3 separate regions of the Sus scrofa genome follow, and regions 1 and 2 are each linked to region 3. Evidence: chromatin contacts called from public Hi-C and promoter capture Hi-C data. All regions are on one chromosome and are shown on one strand. Each heading gives the region's core, a stretch centred on a gene start, on an enhancer-like site or on the middle of the called end of the contact. The rest is flanking DNA. Distances are from core to core; before and after follow the strand shown.

Region 1 (3,393 bases), core at 704-3,203, 250 kb after region 3:
TCCACAGAGAGACTTGTAGAATGTTCTAGCAGATTCATTCATGAAGTCAAAAAGGAGTAGTGTTTGTAACAGCCAAAGATGGGGGGAGATGCCTATCAATCCTGAAAAAGTCAAATTAATTCTGTCATAGTTATGCTTTCAAAGCTCTTTATGAATTTGAGTGGCATTTTAAAAAAGCAAAGTTCAAAAGTGTATCTAGTGAAGTTTCCATTGTGGCTCAGTGGGGCACGAACCCGACATAGTAACCATGAGGATGCAAGTTCCATCCCTGGCCTCGCTCAGTGGGTTAAGGATCCAACAGTGCCACAAGCTGCGGTATAGGTTGCAAATGCGCACAGTGCTGCTGTGGCTATGGCGTAGGGCTGGCGGTTGCAGCTCTGTTTTGACCCCTAGCCTGGCAACTTCCATGTGCCTTGAGTACGGCCCTACAAAAAGGGGAAAAAGAAAAAGATGTGTATATAGCATGTTATCATTTACAAAAAGGAGAAAAATAAAAATGATGAAGACAAGGAGTTCCCGTCATGGTACAGCAGAAATGAATCTGACTAGGAACCCTGAGGTTACGGGTTTGATCCTTGGCTTCGCTCAGTGGGTTAAGGATCTGGTGTTGTCGTGAGCTGTGGTGTAGGTCGAAGACGTGGCTTGGATTCTGTGTTGCTGTGGCTGTGATGTAGGCTGGCAGCTGTACCTCTGATTTGAACCCTAGACTGGGAACCTCCATATGCCACAAGAGTGGCCCTAAAAAAAAAAAAAAAAGTAAAGATATAGTTATAAGGTATCTACTACCTGCCAAACCCTGTTCTAAGTGTCTTACGTGTATTTGGATATTACAATTCTCCCTCTTTTTTTTTTTGCTATTTCTTGGGCTGCTCCCACGGCATATGGAGGTTCCCAGGCTAGGGGTCGAATCGGAGCTGTAGCCGCCGGCCTACGCCAGAGCCACAGCAACGCAGGATCCGAGCTGCATCTGCAACCTACACCACAGCTCACGGCAACGCTGGATCGCTAACCCACTGAGCAAGGGCAGGGATCGAACCCGAAACCTCATGGTTCCTAGTCGGATTTGTTAGCCACTGCGCCACGACGGGAACTCCACAATTCTCCCTCTTTTACAGTTGAGCAAACTGAGGTTTATGTGTGTGAAATATAAGCAATTACTGGGGGCAACTTGGTAGATAGAAGGTAGATAGATTTTCACTGCATATTTCTTTAAATGGGTCCAAATCGCTTTGGATCCATGTGAATATATATGCGACAAAAAAGTTAAATACATTTTAAAAATATATTAATGGGGAGTTCCCGTCGTGGCGCAGTGGTTAACAAATCCGACTAGGAACCATGAGGTTGCAGGTTCAATCCCTGGCCTAGCTCAGTGGGTTAAGGACGCGGCGTTGCCGTGAGCTGTGGTGTAGGTCGCAGACAAGGCTCAGATCCCACGATGCTGTGGCTCTGGTGTAGGCCGGCAGCTACAGCTCCGATTCGACCCCTAGCCTGGGAACCTCCATGTGCCATGAGAGCAGCCCTAGAAAAGGCAAAAAGACCAAAAAAAAAATTTAATTAATGGGAAAAGTGTCAGTGGGTGGGTGACCATCTAAGCCAATCTCTGCCCAGGAAATTCCCTCCCACAGCACGCTGAAGAACTTAGGACTCACAGAGTTGAGATAAGAAGGCTTGGTCTCCAAGAAGCTCCTCGTGGTAGAGACAGAACCAGCCCTCAATCACCAAGTGAACGAACCCACAGACTGCAAACCAGCACAAGGACAGTCTCCGCCAAGTGCTCAGTGGGACGACCGCAGCACGACCTGACAACAGCCAGGTAGTGACGACTAAGACTCCAGAGGCGGAGAAGAGGCCAGCCAGGATATGCCAAGTGGGGCAGTCATTAGGCACAAAGTTGTCCAGCCTCAGGTGCCGAGGCCAGTATGGATGCATGGGGCTGGCGTTGGTGGTCATGTCTTTGTCGGCTGACAGCTGTGGGCTGTGTATGGATATGTAGAAAGGAGAACAAAGAAAGAGGAAAAACCTGGGAAAAAAAAAACAAAGGGAAAGCACAGAATGAGATCATAAAATCAAATCTAGGAGTTCCCCCTCTGGCTCAGCGGTAATGAACCCGTCTAGTATCCATGAGGACGTGGGTTTGATCCCTGGCCCGGCTCGGTGGGTTAAGGATCCAACGTTGCTGTGAACTGTGGTGTAGATTGCAGATGCAGCTCAGACTCCGCATTGCTGTGGCTGTGGCACAGGCTGACAGCTACAGCTCCAATTCAACCCCTAGCCTGGGAAATTCCATATGAGGCCAGTGCTGCCCTAAAAAGACACACACACGCACACAAGCACACGCACACACACAAAATCAATCTGTTATGATAAGAAATGTAAATGGACTCAATTAATTATACGCTGTTTTAAAAACATGACTGGAAGACCACGCAAAGTCTGAAAGTTTGTTCCAGCCCTCCGGAAGCCATATGTGGTGGACACAGGAACCAGAACAGGTCCCAGCCCTCACTGGTTACAGTCTGCAGGGGAAGACAGGAACCAGGTCTAGTCTGCCCTCATTGGTCACAGTCTGGTGAGCAGACACAAGAATCAGACTAGATCCTAGCCCTCATTGGTCACGCTCTGGTGGGGAGAGACACAGGAACCAGGCTTGGTCCACGCTTTTAGAGGTCACAGACGGCTGGGGGAGACAAAGGAGCCAGGCCTGGTTCCAGCCCTCAAGGGTCACAGTCTGCTGGGGGAGACACAACGACCAGGTTAGGTCCCACTGCAGGGGTCTCTGTCTTGCATCATTCAATGGACAGCTATTACCCTCCCCATAGTTCTGACAACTGCAGGACAGAAGAGAGAAAACTAATCAGAAATACTACCCTCAGGTTCAGTGTGTGGGATTGCCCGATCCCTCCTGAAAGAGTGCAACCCGCAGCCAACCTGCAAGAAAGAGGAACGTGGAGGACAGGATCCCAGCTTGGGGCGCTAAAAAGGAAAAGGAGGGTCAAAGACAGAGACCACCAATCAAAACCAGAATCCTCTACTCCAGCTGCCCAATGAGAAGGTGGATCTTCTGTCGTCCGGACAACAGCGCGGTAGCCGGGGATCCTGCGCAAGCGCGTGGGAGGGCGGGGAGGCACGGCGTGGGTTGGCAGGCGGGTGGCGGAGAGAAAGGGTCTCGCGCAGGCGCGCCGAGGGTCGGTCATTTGGCAATTAAGAGCTAGGGGATGGAGTGGCAGTCCTGGCGGAGAGGACTCACCCAGCAGCGCGGTTGCGGCGGCTTCTCCCACAGCCTCCCAGGTCTCTCTAGGCTAGCTCGCAGGGTCCGAGAGAGCCGTGATTCTTACCCATCCCTTCACGGTTTCCTCGCCTTATGGAGTTGGCCAATGGAGAGGCTCGCAA
Region 2 (3,579 bases), core at 959-3,458, 210 kb after region 3:
AAGCAAGACATGCATGAATCCTGGGACAGCTAAGCTCTTAAGGAGAGGGAAGAAGCACCTCCAGAGCCAACAATCCTTTGGCTACCCACCTGCTGCCATAGTCTCTGGACCTTCCATATCCATATCCGTAGCCATATCCTCCAGGTCGACTGTCATATCTGCCATTTCCATAGCCCTGGTCCCCTCCACCTACAGCAAGCAAGAAATATTTTCATGGCTGCTCTCCAAACATAAGCCAGTAACAGGTGGCTCTCCTCCATACCCCATGGTCAAACTTACCACTGCACTTACCTCTAGAGTAGCCACGACCACGGGCCCCAAAGGCACCCCCTCTCGTTCCCCGGGCCGACTTGCCAGCGTGGTCCACACGGATCTGGCGACCATCCAGAGACTAGGTGTAGGGAAACAAAAGGATGGATGGGTTGGTGGTCAGACAGGGCAGTGGTAAGGTAAGAGTGGGCTGGGCAGGTGGGCAAAAGAGCCCAGAAATTTCTGCTGGGCACCAGGTTCTGGGTGCCACATTCCAGAACAAGCTCCTTTGGCCAGAACGGCTTTATCAGGAGGTACAGAATCCCACAAAACGACCTGAATCACCGTGTTCCCCCTGCTACTACTTACATCTTGACCGAACTCAGGTTGAGCTCTCCTCCCCACTCCTCTAAGCTGCCCAACTATTAGGGCTAGATAGACACCTCTCTTGGTTTGAGGCTTCAGAGTCCATCCCAGAAGACTCACGAGGTCCTCTCCGGGCCAGGCCCGCAGGTCTGCAGACTCTACTACCTAAGCCCAGGGCAGGTCAACCATCCACAGGTGGCTTCTCGGCCTCATGCAGGACCAGTCGTCGCCTCCCAGGCAGCCCGGCTCTGTCTGCCGCTGCCCTCCACCCCCTAGAACAGAAGGCAGTCACGCTCCTGTGAGTGGGCACTGCGGGGCTTGGTGGCCGCGCTGCCCCTGGCAGACAGAGGGAAAAAAACAGAAAGAATGGTGGAAGTGACAGATGGGGGCAGGGCCCCTATGCAGGTAGGAGGCCTCACCTCTCCATTCATGGCTCTCATTGCATTTGAAGCATGTTCTGGATTGGTGAAGGTAATGAAGCCAAAACCCCGGGATCGCTGAGTCTCCCGGTCCTTGACAACGACCACTGGGAAAAGGGAGAGGAGAGAGAGGTGAGGAAAAAAAGCGGCAAAGGGTGTCAGGTAAAGAATGGACCTCCCTTCCACCAACCCTCAATTGAGTTCTCAGCCTTGGGCCTAGGAACAAAGGAAGGAAAAGGGTAATGTAAAGGCTTGGAGTCCTGACCCTCCTCTCCATGTTCTTTGAAACGCATGGGGCCCAGATGTTCTCCCACAACTCCCCCCATCACACCTCTGGCCCATGTCTCACCCTCAGAAATAGGTCCGAAACTGCTGAAGTGGTCTTCCAGAGCCTGCTCATCTGTGTTGAAGTTGAGCCCTCCCACGAAGAGCTTCCCTTCTTCAGAAGACATGTCAATAAATTGAGTCCTTCGGGGAGGATATGGACAGTGGAGATGAAAGAAAAGGTCGGAGTTTTGAGAAGAGACGAGAGAATGGAGAATAGACAAAAATAACTAAATAAGGAGACCCCCCACCCAAAAAAAGTAAAGAAGCCAAAAAGGCGGGAATCTGCCGGGCTGGCTCAGCGAGATAGCCGTTTTGGGGGACCACTTTCGCGCATGCTCACAAAATCCCCTGCCAACACGCCCGTCATTTTGTGCGGCCGCGCATGCCCAGAACACCCTTGCACGCTCCCTCCTCACCAGCAGAAGATGGTGGAAGTCACGTGACGAAAAAAACCGCACTCCCCCACCCCCGACACACATCCCCACCTCCCTTCCGCAGGTCTCTGCCGTCGCGTGGTCACTGCCGCTACCCAAGCCGCCAGTCCCTCCCGGCATTCCTCGCACTCGGAGATAGCGCGCCAGCCTCGCACCAACCCCAAAAATGTCACCTCCGAGCATGGGACCCGCCTGCCCCGGAAAAGCGCAAGTCTACGTGTCAGAAACCTCTACTCTCCCACTCGCTCTCGCCCAACGCGGCGCACGTTAGTGAATCGAGGAGCGGCCCCTCTGCCAGACCAACGCTGCTTACCTGGAAATTAGAAAAAAAGGCAGAAGACACGGCTACAGCTAAGAAGCCGACAGACTGGGAAGAATGTCGCGCGGGAAGACGCTTGATAAGCGTACGTAGCGTATACGTCACGGAACGTCTGCCGCGCGTGCCGGCGTGAGTGCTCATTGGATGAGGCCATTGAGTCTCATCCAATGGGGTGGGAGGAAGTGACGGCAAAGCCTAGGGAGCAAAGCGTTGAGCCCGCCTCAGGGAATGGAGGCGGTTTTTGGGTAGTTGGTGCACGGTGATGTCAGCATCCCTCCACTGGCCACAGCTTTCTTCATCCTGTTTGTGCACAAACCTTTCCGCTCTCACACTCCTTTCCATTCCGGACATCACTCCAATCTTGACGTCATTTCCCCCATTGGTTCTGATGTCTTCCTTTAGGTCCGCCGATAACTTCTTTCACCTTCTAGTCCTCTAACTTCATATCCCCAGTGCTTTATCCCCGCACAGTCCCTGAGTCATCAGCCTTCACAGCCCTTAACATCAGACCCTTTGTTTCTCAGTGCCTGACTCTGACTCCTACATTTTCTTCTCTGTGCCCGACATCTAGCCACCTGGTATGGGACTCCTTTCCCTGGCATTATTCTTGCTCATTTATAACTTCAGCGCTCATTCTTATCTGGCACCCTCCTGAAGCCAGTTTCTCGAATTCCCCCACCAGTAGACTGCCCGAGGGGCCTTCTAAAAACAGGATGCCCCAGGATTTCCCATCATGACTCAGTGGTTAACGAATCCGACTAGGAACCATGAAGTTGTGGGTTCGATTCCCAGCCTCGCCCAGCGGGTTAAGGATCCGGCGTTGCCGTGAGCTGTGGTTGTAGGTCACAGACGCGGCTTGGATCCCGCGTTGCTGTGGCTGTGGTGTAGGCCGGCAGCTACAGCTCCGATTAGACCCCTAGCCTGGGAACCTCCATATGCCTCAGGAGCGGCCCTAGAAAAGGCAAAAAGACAAAGAAATTTAAAAAGTAAATAAATAAAAACAGGATGCCCCAAACTTCAATCCAAGAGAACGATTTTTGCTGTCACAGGGTTGCTGAACCCTTGATGCACAGAAAGGACTTTAAGAATACATAATGCTCTCATCCCAAACAAGAAGTGTTTGAACCCACTGCCCACAATTTGGTCTTTTTCAGCCTTCTGAGTGTCTGAGCTACCTTTACAATGAATAGATTTGACAGACTTTTCATTTCCGAGGAACCCATCAAGGAAGAATGGGTTAGTTTGTCCTTGGAAACTCTAAGTGTGTTAACTCATGGGGTGGACTTGTCCAGCCTGCTAAGAGTCAGGACCCCAAACACAGACTAGATTTGTTAACTTTTGGAGTACTGTATGGTGTACATCCACAAAATGGACTTGTCTGGCTTTTGCCATATCCAGACCCCCTAAGCCCAGGATGGATGTGAATAGATTTTACATTGTCCACATATGTACTGGTCTTAGCCCC
Region 3 (3,653 bases), core at 132-2,631:
CCCCCTCCCCCTCAAGAGGGCCGGTCAGGGGCCTCACCGAGGTGACGCTGGAGTCGTGTGGGGGGGAGTGGGGGTTGTGCCTACTTCTTCGCTGCCTGGTTGTGGTGGAATCCTGGCCGGTGGAGGTCATGGCTGGGGAGACTTCACCCCTGACGCGGTTCTGGGGGGTGGGATGGAGGTGACTGAGAAGGGGCCCCGAGCGCCCTGAAGACCCCTCATCCCAGCCCCTTCCCAGGCCCCGCCCCCTACGCTAGCCTCCATCCCTTAGGCTATCTATTCCCCACCACCTCTAAACTCCGCCTCTCTCAAGGCTCTCTCCCTCCAAGGGGGTGTCCATTCCACTTGGTCCCGCCCATTCCACGAGGCTCCACCCCTTTACACTATTCTTTACCCTTTCGGTCTGGCTCTTTCACAGAGCAATTAACCCCCTGGCCCAGTCCTGATCTAAGCCAGCCCTTGCCAGCTAATCACCGCCCCTTTCACTCTATCAAGCCCCATTCCCAGATCCTTTCATTCCTCAAAGCCTCGCCCAGACCCCACCCCTTCGCAAACCTGCCCTGGCCAGCCAATCTCCCAGGATAATCACCCACCCTTTCACTCAGCCAGCCCCAGCCCCGGGCCCCGACTCCACCCTTAACGATCCACTTAACTCCACCCCTTATCGGGCTGGACCGGCACCTTCCACTAGGCTAGATCCCGCCCCTAACGTTTCAAGGAGCCCAGCTCCTCAGGGGACTGCCCTTTCCCTTCCGCCAGGCTCCACCCCCTGCCCAGGCCCAACCCCAAACGCTTCCCCAAGCCCCTACAGCCATTTCCGAGCCCCTCCCCCAGACCCGCCCCCCCCTCCCCGCCCCCGCTGTCGACGTTGACGAATCCCTCCACTCACTTGGCGCAGCCCCTTTCTCAAACTCCGCCCTTGGCGCGCGCCGCCAATTTCTCGGCGACCTGTAGGGCCGCGGGTGCCTGAGCCTCTCTTTTCCATTGGGCCAGATCTCTCTACAGCCCGCCCCGATCCCGCCCACACCGGGGAGAGCCGGCCTTGCGCCTCCAGCGGAACGCACAAACGGCGGATCAGCGCGTCAGTGCGCGACGCTGGCCGTGCCGCGCCTGCGTGAAGCGCGCGCCGGCTGCCTGACGCGGCGCTCGGGCTCAAGCTTCTCCCCTCCCCCAATCGCCACAGCTGTCACCCTGGCGGTCGTGACCGCGGTTTCTTTGTCCCTGTCCAGTTACCTTAGGAGCCCACCGGACTCGCGCCAACTGTACCGTGCGGTGACTCAAGAGTGCAAGCAAGCAAGCGAGGGAGTTAGGAAAGGGCGTCTTCTCCCTGCCCCCTGGCTTCCCGCGCGGCGCGCCGTGATGACGTAGCGCGGGCGGGCTGGTGGCTGGGCCTGGAGCGCGGTGGAAATTGGACGAGGCTGGTGGCGGCCAAAAAGGGAGTGGTGATGATGACAAATGTGAGAATTTTCTGAGTTCATATTCACTAAGGTGGTACGCAAGGAAGCACTCACCAAATGTTAGCTATTAATAGTCTGCCGCGAAAATGGATGGTGGAATGGAAGGGGGAATGATCGTGACGATAGCAAGTTGTATGTGACAGGCATTGTCGTAAGCCACAGTTCTATGAGGTACTTCCCAGTACTAAGGCTGCTTTGCAGATAAGGAAACTGAGGTTATGGGACTTAGCCATGTGACTTTGGGCAAGTTACTGAACGACTCTGTGCTTCAGTTTCCTCCTCTGGGAAATTGTGATAATAGTGCCGGGGAGTCAGAATGGACCTTGGGAGGGGAGTTTTTCTTGGGTGACAGCTCTTCCTGTCTGCTCCCTCCAGTGGGTAACCTCTGCACGCAAGCTGGAATAGAAAGTGTATGGGTAGGGGGGAGTTGCGCCCCCCCCCCACAATGCGCCCTCCCAACTCTCTCCCACCCCATGGCTAAATGTCTGAATATCAGCCTCGCAGGAGGCCGGTTTGTCCTCCTAATCTCCCTCTCTCATTCTTCACCATTTCCTACCGGGCTGTAGGCTGGGGCGGGAGAGATAAGGGGTCTGGGGTTCAGCATCGCTGACTAACCAACAGATTGACAGCCCCACCGCCCAGTAGCTGGGCCCTCTGACACTCTTGCAAACCCGTTTCAACCTAGTCTTCCCTTCCACTCTTTTCCTACCTGAACGTGTCTTTTGTCCCAGTGGAAGAGGGTCGCAGCTAAAAGACCTTTACACCTCCACGTACGCCAGAGAAAACATGTATATGCAGTGATAAACACAGAGGAACGTTCTGAGGTGATGCTTGCAAAGTGAAAGAGTAGGGAGTCTTGTAAGGGCCAAGACCCACTTTTTTTGTATAGTCAGAAGGGAGGTTTCTGTACAACAAAGGTTGGCAAACTTTTTCTGTAAAGGGCCAGATAGTAAATATTTTAGGTTTTGCAGGCCACATACTGGCCTCTGGGGCATTTTCTTCCTTCCTTTTCTTTCTTTCACTTTCTCTTTTCTTTTCTTCATCTTCTTTTTTTAGGGCTGCACTCGCAGCATATGGAGGTTCCCAGGCTAGGGGTCCAGTCGGAGCTGTAGCTGCCGGCCTACACCACAGCCACAGCCACAGCCACACCAGTTTGGAGCCGTGTCTGAGACCTACACCAGAGCTCAGTGCAATGCCGAATCCTTTAACCCACTGAGCCAGGCAAGGGATTGAACCTGCGTCCTCGTGGATGCTAGTCAGATTCGTTTCTGCTGAGCCATGACGGGAACACCTTCCCTTTTCTTTCCTTTTCTTTCTTTTGCCTTTCCATGGCACACAGAAGTTCCCAAGCCAGAGATGGATCTTGAGCCACAGCCACAGTGACTATGCCAAATCCTTAACCACTAGGCCGCCAGGAAACTCCTCCTTTCCTTTTTTTGTTTCCCTTTCTTTTTTTCTTTTCCTTCTTATTTCCTTTCAGTTTCCTCCTCTGGGAAATTGTGATAATAGTGCCGGGGAGTCAGAATGGACCTTGGGAGGGGAGTTTTTCTTGGGTGACAGCTCTTCCTGTCTGCTCCCTCCAGTGGGTAACCTCTGCACGCAAGCTGGAATAGAAAGTGTATGGGTAGGGGGGAGTTGCGCCCCCCCCCACAATGCGCCCTCCCAACTCTCTCCCACCCCATGGCTTTCTTTTTTTCTTTTCCTTCTTATTTCCTTTCCCTACCCTCTCTTTCATTCCCATTTTCTTTTTTTGTTTGTCTGTTTTTTTCTTTTTGCCTTTTGTCTTTTAGGGCCACACCCACGGCATATGGAACTTCCCAGGCTATGGGTCTAATTGGAGGTACAGGTGCTGGCCTATGCCACAGCCACAGCAACGCCAGATCCGAGCCGCGACTGCGACCTACACCACAGCTCATGGCAACGAGGGATCCTTAATCCAGTGAGTGAGGCCAGAGATCGAACCTGCGACCTCATGGTTCCTAGTCGGATTCGTTTCCACTGTGCCATGACGGGAACTCCCCCCTTTCTTTTCTTTCTTTTTTTTTGCTTTTTAGCCCATACCCATGGCACATGGAAGTTCTAACTAAGGGTTGAATTGGAGCTGTAGCCGCTGGCCTACACCACAGCCACAGCCACACCAGATCCAAGCCGCATCTGTAACCTACACCACAGCTCAGTGCAACACGGGATCCTTAACCC

What was found. Promoter capture Hi-C pulls out the DNA fragments that hold promoters and counts their contacts. A called contact is a pair of places that touch in the nucleus more often than the background predicts.
Region 1: a Hi-C map of liver shows a contact between it and region 3, with 3 times the contacts expected there. The contact joins the promoter of EBP here to the promoter of HDAC6 in region 3. A contact is called at or near these places in 4 of 47 Hi-C or Micro-C datasets (liver, mesenteric adipose tissue and skeletal muscle).
Region 2: a contact with region 3 is called in a promoter capture Hi-C map of liver, with 4 times the contacts expected there. The contact joins the promoter of RBM3 here to the promoter of HDAC6 in region 3. A contact is called at or near these places in 1 of 5 promoter capture datasets (liver) and 1 of 2 datasets of contacts at active chromatin or transcription factors (alveolar macrophages).

The regions. Positions count from the first base shown.
Region 1 is chrX:42,670,619-42,674,011 of Sscrofa11.1, reverse strand. EBP (emopamil binding protein (sterol isomerase)) reads right to left here and starts at 1,953. Exons shown (of 4, transcript NM_001167646.1): 1 at 1,653-1,953. The coding sequence starts at 1,953.
Region 2 is chrX:42,702,678-42,706,256 of Sscrofa11.1, reverse strand. It overlaps RBM3 (RNA binding motif (RNP1, RRM) protein 3), which reads right to left and starts at 2,208. Exons shown (of 7, transcript NM_001243419.1): 1 at 2,109-2,208; 2 at 1,384-1,502; 3 at 1,035-1,141; 4 at 292-391; 5 at 90-189. The coding sequence starts at 1,486.
Region 3 is chrX:42,915,639-42,919,291 of Sscrofa11.1, reverse strand. HDAC6 (histone deacetylase 6) reads right to left here and starts at 1,381. Exons shown (of 29, transcript XM_003360315.5): 1 at 1,231-1,381; 2 at 38-160. The coding sequence starts at 130. LOC110257658 (a long non-coding RNA gene) reads left to right here and starts at 1,369. Exons shown (of 6, transcript XR_002340570.1): 1 at 1,369-1,454.